Regions from separate parts of the Zea mays genome. Here region 1 is linked to region 2. Evidence: chromatin contacts called from public Hi-C data. All regions are on one chromosome and are shown on one strand. The core of a region is the stretch at or near the end of the contact, and the rest is flanking DNA. Distances in the headings are between cores, read along the strand shown. Region 1 holds the start of LOC103644867. Region 2 has its middle 28 kb from the start of LOC103637963.

Region 1 (3,242 bases), core at 721-3,220, 220 kb before region 2:
AATTTAATCATGTGATGCTACGGTAAACATTTGCTATTTATAGATTAATTAGATTTAATAAATTCATAGTTTTATAATTAAATTATATACTACTTATAACTAGACACGAATTAAATTATACTCACAAAGATCAAACACTAGAATAAGCGGACTGAGAGTATAGGAGTTTTTTGGATCTCAGATATCCCGAACACTCGGCTTCGTAAAATTAATATCCCCATCATTACAATTTGATTTCTAGTATTATAACAGCCTCTTCTTTGCACTTTTGTTATCCTTCCACAGTCATCAACAGCTGACTTTCGTTGAATAGCTCCGATCCCGTTCTTCTCCACCTCGCGCCGCCGCATCTCACGCACGTCGCCGCCCCTCCAGCTTGCGGCAGCACTCGGCGTGCTCCGCCAGCGCTTGCCCCTCCACGACTGCCATACGCGGAGGCGTCACACAGCTCATCATGCCCCCATCCTCCGCCGTTGGGCATGACCTCCCAGACGGCAACCTCCACAGCCTCTAGAAGCTGCAACAGTAGGGCAGCGACGACGCCAGCTTCCACTCAGGGACAACTTCTCCAGGTAATCTGGCACGCCGTCACCAACTACGGCACCTGGGTCTTCGTCTTCATCTTCGGCTACGGGTACAACATGGGTGTGCAGCTCACTGGCCTCCCGGGCTTCGTCACCGCCATGGTGCTCTTCTCCGTAGCTACTCACGAGGGGGCATCTAGAACATGGGCATCATGGCCATGGCGTGCACGTTGAGCGGGAGATGGCGGCGTGCCGCAGCCGACGCCGGCTTCGATTACGGGTGGTGGAGCCTGACCATCACTCGGACATGGCCACCTTTGTGGTGCTGGTGAACTCGGCGGGGTGGGCGTGCACAGCACCGGCTCACCGGCATGGTGTTTCTGCCCATGGCTCCGTGCGGATCTAGATGGTGTCGTTCGACGTGATGGGGTGGCTCACTCACGTCACGTTCAAGGACCTCGTGGCGGACATGGAGGTGAGCTACAGGACTACAACATGTGGCCGGAGGAGAGCTCGCTGGTGATCAGTACCAGAGTTTCACGGACGATGACGGTAGTCTGGGCGACTGTCCCTCAGCTCCTCCGTCCACACGCGTGATTTGAGGCTGTTAGCGGTTGATGGCTGTCTAAGACGGTTTAAACTGGGAAGAATAACAAAAGTTCAAAGAAGAGGCTGTTATAATACTAGAAATCGAATTGCACACGTGGGGATACTAATTTTACGAAGCCGAGTGTTCGGAATATATGAGATCAAAAAGCTCAGAGTTATAGGTGTACATTTGGGCGGGGCTTGATGGGCCGGCCCGAAGCACGAAAAAAAGCACGGCCCAGGCACGACACGTCCCAAAATATTTTAGTGCCGGGCCGGCACGACCCGTTATTTCGAGCCGGGTTTGGGCCGAGGTCACGGCCCATGGCGGGCACGAGCACGACCCGTTTAAGGCAGGCACGAAATGACCCATATAGAGACACGAAAAGGCCCATATATTTATTAAAACCACACTTCATTCCACACTTTCATATACTTGATAAAGAACACAAAGCTAGAGATAATACTAGTTAGATGTTTTTTGTAGCTTTGAATTACAGTATGTGATGTAATTTTACTTTTGTTATGAACATTAGACAATAAACTAAACTTACGAACTTTGTATAGAGCTGATTATACTCTTTTTCCTTCTAATAAAATGATTTGTAAACGAGGTAGTCATTGCATAGCTGTAGTAACTTTAATACAAATATTAAGTTTGCTTTTGTTCAAATTTATTTGGCTTATCTTTTATTTGTTTTATTATTTTTTGAATTTAGGGCTCTGATGTGAATTTTGGGCCAAAAACTAAATTTCGGGCCAAAAATTGAATTTCGGGCTCTAATGTAAATTTCGGGCCGCCCGAAATAAGTACAGCACGTTTAAACAATTACGGGCCGGGCCGTGAGCCGAGGACTAGGCCCATGGGCCGGCTCAGTACGACCCGAAATTCAAACGGGCCGGACCCGGCCCGAAATTCAAAAAATACGTGCCTTTTCGGATTTAGGCCGGACCGGGGGAGGCCGGGCTGGCCGAATGTACACCTATACTCAGAGTATAGATATGGCCTTGCGAATCAGCGAGATTACCCTTCTGACATTTTGTAAATACCCGCACGGCCATAGATCCGCACGCTACCCTCGGCATCGTTGCCGGCTGCCCTTCCTCGCTCCCCACCACTCCGTTCCATCCCTCGCCTGCCTTCGCACGGGTGTGCCGCCCGTTCGACGGCCACGCCGCGCCGCTGCCCCGGCGCCCGCCCTTCCTCGTCGAGCTCGGGATCGACGTCTCCCACACCTCCTCGCGCCCGTTCCGGGCTCCGCATCCGGCCCCTCCCCGTCCCCAACACCATTCCGCAGCAGGCGACCAGCACAACATCCGGAATCCCCCGCCGCGCCTTCGGCTCGTCGTCGCTCCTCCTCCGCGTCCCGCCACCCCCCGCACGGTATGATTGGTGTCGCCTCCCACATCCTCTCCGTTTACCCTGTGGCTGTAGACGAGCTCCAGATCGGGAAAGGAATTTTTTTTGCCTTGTTTCAATTTATGCACTTGTGAGACGCTGATGCACGCGATTTGAAATTAATTAGTTTATTGTAGTGGACATGATGGATTGACGAATAGAATAGCAAATGCTTTGCGTCTTTGTTTAGCCAAATACGTTCAAGGAGAGTGGAAAGGGAACATATCAGGTGCACAAGAGACTCGTGCACATGGTGATGCTAGTTGCTTGCTTGTTATGGGTGGAATTTGTCTGTGGACGGGGCAAGATCTAACTCAGCATAAGTCTAAGGCTAACGATGCTATCTATACTCCTATATAACTAACCGATTTCAGTAAAACCTACCCAATTAAAACCATTCATACTCATAGCATCCTTTAAATTCACTAAACAAATCGCATCCATAAATAACACACCGTCAAGCCAATAGTTCATATATTTGGATCATCCTCTCTTACACCTAAATCCAATCCCTTCCTGCTACCACTGCGTCCCCTACCTCCTGACCATGTCGCCCTCTCTGCTCCCTCTAACTCGCGTCGCCGCTATCGGCCCCTTCTCTCATCTTTTGAGCCGTAGCATTAGTACAGATAATTGACTAGTCTGATTAGATTCATAAGCTATCTCGAACCAACTTATGACTTCACTGGTTGATTACATAAGCTAAAATATGACTCAACTTATTGAAAATT
Region 2 (3,586 bases), core at 1,019-3,518:
CAGTCTCCCCACCCTCGTTTGTCAGTCTTGCAGTAGATCTGATTCTAGCCATTTCAGTCTCTAAGATGAAGCTAACTTTCAAATAACTTGATGTTTGTTCGAAGACTAGACATCAAGTGCACAGGGCACAGAAAGCTTTGGCTTTAGTCAAATTTTTCAACAGCACAACGATGCAATAACAATGAATGTTGCGGTAACTTCTTATCAACTCATCCGTTTATATAGTCCTGCGGGTGAAGAAGGCGAACCGCCACATTGCTCATACTGAATGATCGGTGGACCGGCACAGGCCGTAACTTTTTATTTGTTTTTAATAACAAGCTCAGGGAATGTGTTTTTCAGACCTTCGACACTTAGAAGCCTTCGTGTGTTTCGTGGATCGAGCTCGTTATGAAAAAAACAACATAGCACCACGAAGGGGCTACTATTGGGGTCTCCTTCTCTGCCGAAGGTCCTTAGGACGAAGGAATCGTCTACAACTAAAGGGACAGAGCTCCGAAGCTGCAACAGGCATCCACAAAGTGTCGAAGGATTATAGCTTCGACTCAAGATGGTTACGAAGGTCAGACGTGACATTGAGCTAGAGAGGAAAAGACTCGTTAATCCTTAATACTTGTATTAGGATAATGTGTAGGTATCAGGGTCATAAATGTACTTTTGCTTGGATTGTGTTCCTTGCCTATAAATAGATGAACAGTACCATCGTACTGTTCACGCTGGATTGGAATTGTCCTCACTCTTTTTACCTTCGAGCAAGCCGAAGGTACAAGTGTAATGTACATTTTGTATCGTTTTATTAATATATGAAGTGGATTGTAGCATTGTTTTATCATGTGATATGAAATGAGTAAATAACATAATGTTACATCTGTAATAATGTTTTTATATTTGTGAATGATGAAGACTTGTTCTTCATGACCTTCGTCCGAGGCTCGTTATATCCGGAAGGAGATAATGTTTCGAAGGGCGAAGGTCTTTAATATTTAACAATTGTCTTGCCTTGTTTCTGGTTCACAGCAATAAAAAACAAGTAACCAACAGATCCGATGTGGCGTGATAGGGTGCGTCATGCAAAGGATGTGTGGGCACTACACCCTGAGTAGGTTGGTCGAGTGACGGTTTAGTGCATGAATGCACTGCATCGCCTGCAGGCCTTATAGAGCGAGGCCATGACACACCTGACTGGCCTAGCTCAGACTGGCAAAATGTAATACCCAAATTATAGTAAACAAATGAGAAGAAGTTTGGGATTTATAGTATATGGATTTTTTTCTTTCATTTAGCACATACATGAATATACATATACAAATTTGCATGAATAAAATCTTTAATATATAATATTTCATCTGGCTGGTATTCATACTTGTGCACTGGATCACTATGTGGGACTCACAAACAAATTTGAATTTGAATATTAGAATTTGAAAACAAAAAGGAAATTCAAATTAGAATAAAAAAGAGAAAAGGGGCAACACAGTCCTTGGGCCGAAATCTGCAGGTCCTGGCCCAATAACTCGCGCCACCGGCCTGTTTCCAGCGCCGTGCGCTGATCGGCGGGCCCCTGCGGGCGACCTCTCAGCGCGCCCTCGCACCCGATGACTGGTGGGCCGAGGTTGGCGGGGTGTCCGCGCTTCGCGTTCGACGTTGACACTGATGGGTGGGGTCCTCTGGTCAGCCCTTTCTTTTCCACCGTAACGGACTCGGCGCGAATTCGCCACCGCGGCGTTGGATCATGGCAAAGCCCTTCGGGACCCAGAGGTCCTTCCTGTTAGCCCACGCACGAAAGCACCGAGCCGTTGCCGTCGTTCCGAAATCGCAAGCCACGCAAACCCATCCCGCCGAGAGAGAAAGAACCCGCTACCGACGTCGTTCATCCATGAAGGTGCTCGAGGTCCGGGGTTGAGTCTTAGAGCCGCACAGGACCACGTGGAGTGTGTGCCACTCCTCCCCGGGCGTGATCGACAACCTAGGAGCTAGAGATTGCTCGCCGGAGTTCAAAACCTACGCCAAGCTATTCCCCACCGTGGACCTGCTCGACTGTCGCTTAATCCTCCGGTAAGTTCTCACGAACAGTTTCGCCTTGCGCTCCACATTGAAATAGGGCTAGTAGCGTTCTTAATTCTACCCTTGAAGCGTCTGGCGCCTTCCTCCAGCCATGGCACCACCGCCGAGCTAGGCCCGCCGTCGCTGGTGCCGGTAAGGTGTGGGGGATATCATCAGTGTCGTCGATCTTGTATCAATGGCTAGGATTAAAACCCTGAATACCCCTGGGCATAATTAAATCCTACCCGTCCGATCCGATCGAACGGTTGGAGGTGCTGGCAGGCGTGGAGGTCTAGCAGGCCATCGATCTCTCATCATGCGGATGTCGCATAATACCGTTTCATAATTAAACTGTGGCCATTCAGATCTAATCCAGTGGCTCCAGTGCGTGCGTACCCCTTGGCACGAATCCTTTTTGCATATGAGTCCCTGTGTTTCTCGTTTAACAAACCGCCATCCATCCTTATGCAAAGAGTCTTACACCCGGGCCCAGAATTTTATGAAAGTGACCATGTGTTCCTCAGTAATACTCGCCTAAGTCCATATTTTATTAAACCCTATATAATGACCATGTGACCATTCTAGTGTAGAAATAATTCCAGGATTTTGTTTAATTCATAATTAATTCATTTTAACTCCTATTTGACCCATTCTAGTTGCATTAGCTTGGTAATAAAATTTCCTATGCATTAAGAATACTAATTATGACATCTCACATACTTGTACGAACATGAATCTATTTAGCTTATGTTTAATTGAGTGACTAGCTTGTAATAAAGGTCAACCTGCTCATAATTATAATTTGACCACAATAAGATTTATGATCAAGTTGCGACCTAGAATAAATCAGTTATTTCTGTTTAATATATTTATCACATGAACTATATTCACATGGAAATTATCTTTACTTAATCACCTACGACTTTGGAAATTCACATCTTATTCATTTTAACTCCTATTGATGTGATTCTCAAAACTACGATATCGTTGCGATGCATAGATCATTATTATATTATATGTTCTCATGTTTGGTGTGATGTTAATTTCTCCTATGCAATGTTTGTTTGTATTGTTGCGAGTAGACGAGCAAGCAACTGAGGAACCCGGTGCTCAGCAGATAGAGGATACTGAGAAGGAGCTCACTGAAGGCAAGTTATACCCTTGATCACTCTTCTTACCCAATAATGTTCCTGTTAATCATTATGATATGTATAGGTTAATTTTGCTGGGACCCAATAGGTTACCCTAGTTTGGTCTTCTTTATACCTTGTTTACCAGTGAACTTTTGGGTAGTATATGCTATTGCTCTTTGTGATTTTGGGTGTTAAGATACACATTATTCATGATCATACTATTTATTATCAATGAGTTATTTACTATTCATGATAAGATCATTATGTTAATTGGAACATGGAGCAACCACCCGAGAAAACAGTGCTACCACAAGGGCGGTATGGGACGCCCGTGGCTGACTAATTTTATCGAATATTTATGCGCCGTCGCAACACACGAATATTGTACTATATGTTGTACGATAAACCTT

What was found. A called contact is a pair of places that touch in the nucleus more often than the background predicts.
Region 1: a contact with region 2 is called in a Hi-C map of endosperm, with 2.7 times the contacts expected there. The contact joins the promoter of LOC103644867 here to the enhancer-like site in region 2. A contact is called at or near these places in 3 of 25 Hi-C or Micro-C datasets (ear, endosperm and tassel).

What each region holds. Positions count from the first base shown.
Region 1 is chr1:115,537,379-115,540,620 of Zm-B73-REFERENCE-NAM-5.0, reverse strand. It overlaps LOC103644867, which reads left to right and starts at 1,970. Exons shown (of 9, transcript XM_035964076.1): 1 at 1,970-2,496.
Region 2 is chr1:115,321,548-115,325,133 of Zm-B73-REFERENCE-NAM-5.0, reverse strand. No RefSeq gene overlaps it. Among protein-coding and RNA genes, the nearest start is that of LOC103637963, 28 kb to the right of the region's middle. Within about 2 kb of position 2,268, at least 17 of the 20 cell types and tissues checked have an H3K27ac peak or open chromatin away from gene starts, as enhancers often do. A contact at or near this core is called in ear, endosperm and tassel, where this site is marked.